Regions from separate parts of the Sus scrofa genome. Here region 1 is linked to region 2. A link is a contact called in public Hi-C data. All regions are on one chromosome and are shown on one strand. The core of a region is the stretch at or near the end of the contact, and the rest is flanking DNA. Distances in the headings are between cores, read along the strand shown. Region 1 has its middle 920 kb from the start of NR2F2. Region 2 has its middle 700 kb from the start of NR2F2.

Region 1 (3,261 bases), core at 34-2,533, 220 kb before region 2:
GGGTATCACTCACTTTAATCTGGTAATTTCCCTGTTCCTTGAATTCACATCTTTTTTTTTTTTTTTTAAGTGAAGCTTTGACACATTAGTATTTAATAGTCTTGCCCTTCCCTTTAGTATGTGGTTTTGTGGCTCCAGTGCAAGTACCCACACTACTCATTTTCTTCATTTCATGCCCCTAATCTTCCAGAACACTTTTATTTAAAACTTGCCGATAGTAACCGCAACTTTATTACAGAGGGAAACAAGTAGCAAGAAATCTGTATGTTGTTCATATTGTATTTCACTGGTGAGTCCATCTCTTCTTTTTTTAATCCTCAAAACATGAGAGGGAGGGAGTTAGCCCCCATTTGACAGAAGCAGTAACTGAGGTTCAGATAAACAGCAAGCTGTCCCAAATGCCACAGCAGTAAACAGAGCCTTTGCCCAAGTCCATGACTCACTGGCATCTAACTAAATTAGGTGCCTATATCCATTATATTACCTTTCAACTGCGTAACAATTTCAAGTTTAAAGGCACTTTTTTTTCCTTTCCTACGTCATGTCCTTTAATAAATAAATTCAAAGAACCCACCCATTTAAAAATAATTTTCAGTTCAGAAGCCCGGGAAGTAATGTTAATTTATTAATGAAGATAAACGAATAATGTAATACCAAGGTGGTTTTCCTTTTCTATAGAGTCTCTTACATATATGGCTATGAAATACACCTCTGAACACATGTTATTTTAATGATTACATGCCGTATCTCCCAATTTGTTCTCTTGAGGGAGAAAATAAACACAGATTTTCTTGAATATAATTACTGGGTTTAAAGCCCACACTTCACATTTTCCTGAATCCCTCAGCTCACTCAGTTTCAAGACCATGTCTCCTAAAGACAAAATAGCCTTTTAGGTAAGTCGTACTGAGGTTTTGTTTGTTTGTTTATTTGTGGGGGTGGGGGCGGAAATCAGTTTCTCTGGAAAGCTGGATTCTGTGTTCTCAAGGGTTATAAAAATGGGAATCATTTTTATTGGCAATCCACTGGAATAGTGCTGAGACAAATGGAAACTTGAAGATAAGGATCCTCAGAGGTGAGAACATACAGCTGTTGGGAATTGCGAGAGAATCTGACCAATAAAGGAAGTCACTATTTTTCCAGGCCTAAAGTGAGTTATAGGGCGAGACGGGTGTTGTATATTTATGTAAGCCAGCAGCAGGGAGTTTAAGCGGCTGTATATTGCTGAAAGAGCATCATTCACATTCAGGCTGAGACAAAACGTGGAAATGAAGTAACATCCTGGCTGAAGAAGGCCTCACGACAGAATAATAACATTTCAGAAAGGGGGGCCGTGTGCGAGGCTGTGGGTAGGCCTCAAAATGAGGAAATGATCAAGATGCCTTGTCAGGCTTTCAAAAACAGTTACACACACACACACACACACACACACACACACACACACACTCAGGATTAAGGCCTGGCCAAGCGTCCTTGGGAAGGAAGGTCATTTATCTTTCACAGAAACGCGTACACAATTACTTGCAAACTTCATCAGTATACTCAGCAAGATAGGTTTGCCAAAAACACTAAAAATAATATATATCAAAACACATATTACAGTCGGCCCCTGTTTGGTGTTTCTTATTATCATACACTCCTGCATTGGCATGGATACTAATTCAGGACAATATCTGAGGGACTAAAGTGGTTCTGGCTGCTCAGTTTCAAGGGAGAGGTTGAGTGGGGAGGGGGAGAAACTGCCTTATCTCCTGTGTTTATTTATTGTGTCCTTTTGTTTAGAGGAAGTCGCAAGTAGAAGAAAAGGGTCTTGAAATTACATTCCTCTAATGACAAATGGGGGGAAGGAAAGAGAGACCATCCATTGCAGAAAGATGATCAAAAGGAAAGGGAAAAGAAAGAGTTTTAACTTTCAAAAAATATCCACAGCTAGTCTGTGGGACTCTCTGAAATGTTGTGCTTCTGTTTAGTGGAGATGGTCTAGGCTCTGCCCAAATGCTAATTAAGATGTCAGAAATGTTAATGGTGGATTGGGGTAAATACTTCAGGAACATTAGTCATTTTAGCAAAAAAAAAAACAAAAAGACAAAACACAATGTAAAATAAGAATCGCCAGTCACACACTGAGCTTTTAGTTAGTACTAATTTAGAATGGTTATTAAAATTTGGAATCACTGGAATGAAAATAGTATATCTTGTCCTTGAGATTTGTTTATTTTTGAAACTGATATGACAATTATGATAAACTTGAGTAAAATCACAAGGTTTTCTGTAAAAATGTGCATGTCGTGTGCCGTGGACTAGATTCAAGAGTTTTCCTTATTAGGACAAAGTGCAATGAGATGTCAAAGTGATTTTATTCTAGGAAAACAAAATTTAAAACATAAAACATATATTTAAACTTTAGTTTGCTTAAGTTTTAAGGGAATAGTGGAGTTACAAAATGAATAGACTTGCCTCTTTATCCTCTGCCTTTTTACAACTGATATTAAATTTCCATTAAGAAAAAAAGTGATTGAAGTGATTGAAATGATTTAATTTCCTTCATTGACCAGTCTTTCAAAGTATTACTCCTTATTGTTTCAGTCATACCTGACAAGTTTGCACATTCAAATATTTATCAGGACACAATATTTAGCAAACTTTTCAGGAGCCAAAGGCCAGAGAGAACAAGAATGAGCATAGGGCTCTTCTCCCTATTAAATGATCAATTGCAAACAGTAACAGTTCACAGGATATTTGCAGGTAAACTCACCAGGTGCAGAACTGAAGGCAAAGATTTCTAGGAAAGACAACTTCAGCAAATCTGTATTATGATCCTACTTGCCAATTTCCTATTTTTCTATAGGGTACCTCTTAAGGGCTGGGGTCATGCGAATTCATTCCTGGCTTCTGAAGCATCAGGTAATAGCCACTGCCAAAAACAGGATTCCCAAACCGTCAGCTCACGGGGTCTGATTCTATATGGGAACACTTAGTATTTTGACCACATCTCCTGCATATTATTTGCCTGCATCTCCTGGCATGGCTGCCTAGTACTAAAAATGTATTGGTGGAGAACATACTGAAATCGGGGATCCCCTGAGCATATCCTACAAGTGCTTTAAGAAAAAAGTGCCATTTTCATAGAATTTGAGCTCCACTGAGAAAAATAGTATCTTAAATACAGATGGTTCAGGGTCTCCATTCCTGTGCTTTATATATATATATGTGTGTGTGTTTGTGTGTTATCTGTACAGAATTTCTTGAACTAAGAATTAT
Region 2 (3,134 bases), core at 93-2,592:
GGCTGCAGACACGGCTCAGATCTGGTATTGTTTTGGCTGCGGCATAGGCCGGCAGCTATAGCTCCCATTCGACCCTTAGCCTGAGAACTTCCATATGCTGTGGGTGCAGCCCTAAAAAGGCAAAACAATAAATAAAATAAATTCTTTCTAGAGCTTCAAATGGAACCCCGGAAAGACTCCGAAAGAGAGAAGGCTCAGGCTGGCTTCATTATGTTGGCTCAGCTGCCTGAATTACAAATTGGGCAGGGTCTCTAGCTGAAGATGTTTTAGGATTTTAGGAATAAATATATGGATTATTTTACTAAGCGCTTTCTCTAAACTTAATAAAATGTTAATAATATAAATAATGGTGGTACCAATGAACAGGAAAACTAGAATTTTGCCTATTTCTGTTTCAGTCCAAATCTTACTGGCCAACAGAATTGCTTCCAGCCTAGGTGGGGGTCATTATCCAAGGATGCAGGGCCTCTGAAAATCCCATCTTATTAAGGATTGTTGGGCCCACATTCTGAGGGGAAGTCAGAAAAAGGCAAGAGGATTAACAGAGGGGTTCACATTTTTAGCCCATTTTAGGGGCCAGACACTTCTAAATACTTGATAGACATTTTAAATTAATTCTATTTAATAGACATCCTGTGCAAAGTTATGGTACGATTTGGCAGATACCCCAAATGAAGCTCAGAGGACTATTTTTTTTAAATGACTTAGCAAAACTATGTTCAGAATTCATCTTTAAATCTTTTGAGATGATTTTTATTTATTTGTTAACTTATTCTTCTATTTAAGTTATTTAAAAACATTCATTAGAAAAGTTCTATGATGAGTATGTTTTTTATTGGCATAAGAATTAACCAAAGCTAGTGACAATGATAGACATTGTTTCAATTAAGCCCTCAATTAACATTTTTAAAATTTCTAACCCTGTATCTCCCAGTGAATGACTGTCTGACCTCGGGAAATCTTCTAGTCCCTTACAAACACGCTCTGATTCTTTTTCAATAAAAATGTATCTTGAATAAAGAACAGAGGTGATAGCATACGTTTAAGTAGATAATAGAAGATATAATTTTTTTCCTAGGGGAAGGCCAGAAAATTGAATATTTTTGAAAGTCAACAAAGTGCCGCTGCGACTTTCAATTATTTTCCATTTCCATGCTGCATCCAAACTTCCTGATTCCAGCTGGGATTGTGATCAAAAATGCAAAAACATATGTAGAAAAGTTATTCTTGTGGAACATCTGACCGGAAGCAGGAAATGCAAGATATCTCATGGGGTTGCCTATTATCAAAATATACCCAGTCCGGCAGTGTACAGACAGGAGGAGTTTGTCACCCAGATAAAGAGAATCAGAGACAATCCAGTATAGCCACATCATTGTGAAAGAAGAGGGAGGAGACATGCCCTTCATACGGCTTGGTCTGTGGTCCATTGCTGTGTCACTGTGTGGCTTTGTCAAGTCTCCATTGCTGCCAGCGCCATGAAATACATCAACAAAACGAATCTTAATAGGCGAGAGCTTTAACATACACATCCTTCAAATAATCTTATATATGGGAAAAGTCCTATAATTATTTGTCATTGATAAATAAGAGGTAATTTATACTCAGATTATCACAGTCATGCTATTTCAATGCACAAAGGAAAACCGACTTTGCTATTTGAATTTAAAATTAAACATTTAATTTTTCCTGTAAGTTTTGAAAACATTTATTTGAGCTTTCCCAATAAAATTAAATTCCATGAAAACATGTATTTTAATTACATGGTGATTAAGTTCTATCCTTTTCTTTTTGTAAATTAGAATAAATAGAAGAGAAATATTCTTCAAGAATTCTAGCCAGGTATCGTGAACCCATCCATCATAAAATCATTGGCACACAGCAGGCAACTGGAAAAAGGATACCTTTTAAACTCAACTGGCATAAACGTGTGTATTTATTTTTAAGAAGTGGAATATAAACAGACATGCTGAGAGCCAAATGTTTTATGAATAAAAAAAAAAAATATTCCATACACATACACACACACAAGCACACATACATATAAAACTTTCCCCAATGGACCATGGAGGATTTATGTGGATGTGAACTCTATTTACTGTTAGTATTAAGGAAATAGTGCCTTTTTAACAAGTTACTCATGCCTGGAAAAAATCCCAGTTTTGCAAGATTCTTTGCCAACTGTCCGTGGGAATCACGGGGATGGGAAAAGTTCAAATTTGTTTTAAAAGAATTTGCTTAATGGAAAATCTAAAAAAAAAAAAAAAAAGTAGAAGAAAACCAACAACCCGCTGTGCTAATCTTTTGGTTAAATAAGAATAAAGTATGGCCTGGTTGCTTATACATATTTTTTTTTTCCTTGGCATTATTTTAAGAAAGGGAAAAAAAAAATAAAACTTTTCCTTTTTACACTACCCATAAAGTCATAGTTAGGACTTGATTTCAGTGATCCAAAGGCAAGATGACTTGCTGGCTTGGGTTAGCCTAAAACTGCACCAAAATGGGGCAGGAGGGCCCTCAGTCAGTGCCGTAAAATCAGAGCCTTGGCTCCTCATTTTCCTGCCATTTTCTTACACCCCTTTTATTTTCTGTTCCAATCAAACAAAGAAGTCTGGTTACAGTGTTGCTGTCAATTTCCAAACTACAAAGGACTAAAAAAAGCTGACAGTAAAAGCCCTGGAACTCACAGTTTTAAAATATAATGATTCTACATTTCCTAGCACCTAGGGAGTGCCAGGCACAGTTCCAAGGGCTTTTATATCTTCCTTTCAAGTCTCACAACACCCTTATCAAATAAGCACTCCTATTTATTTATTTATTTTTTATTCTCCCTTTACAGATGTGGAAACTGAGGCCCAGGGAGATTAAAGAGCTTCCCTGCATCACACAGATTCTAAGGGGCAAAGCTGGGGTGGAAACACAGGTGGGCAGGTTCACTTTTGCTTTTTACCTCTTAGGCTGCTTCCTTCCAAGAAAATACATTCCATGAATTCTTATACCAAGAGATTTGATTTGACTTTATTACCAATTAATGTGGTTCTAATTTGATATGACAGAACCTGCTTTTCATACAATAGGGAATGGGAAAATGAAAGCTTTGTTTTTCCATTTCTGATAAAACAGATGTGAAAGTT

The links. Hi-C and Micro-C count contacts between places; a contact is called where the count stands out from the background.
Region 1: a Hi-C map of liver shows a contact between it and region 2, with 5 times the contacts expected there. The contact joins two enhancer-like sites. A contact is called at or near these places in 2 of 47 Hi-C or Micro-C datasets (epiblast stem cells and liver).

What each region holds. Positions count from the first base shown.
Region 1 is chr7:84,008,868-84,012,128 of Sscrofa11.1, reverse strand. No RefSeq gene overlaps it. Among named protein-coding and RNA genes, the nearest start is that of NR2F2, 920 kb to the right of the region's middle. Within about 2 kb of position 1,283, at least 19 of the 83 cell types and tissues checked have an H3K27ac peak or open chromatin away from gene starts, as enhancers often do. A contact at or near this core is called in liver, where this site is marked.
Region 2 is chr7:83,784,694-83,787,827 of Sscrofa11.1, reverse strand. No RefSeq gene overlaps it. Among named protein-coding and RNA genes, the nearest start is that of NR2F2, 700 kb to the right of the region's middle. Within about 2 kb of position 1,342, at least 7 of the 83 cell types and tissues checked have an H3K27ac peak or open chromatin away from gene starts, as enhancers often do. A contact at or near this core is called in liver, where this site is marked.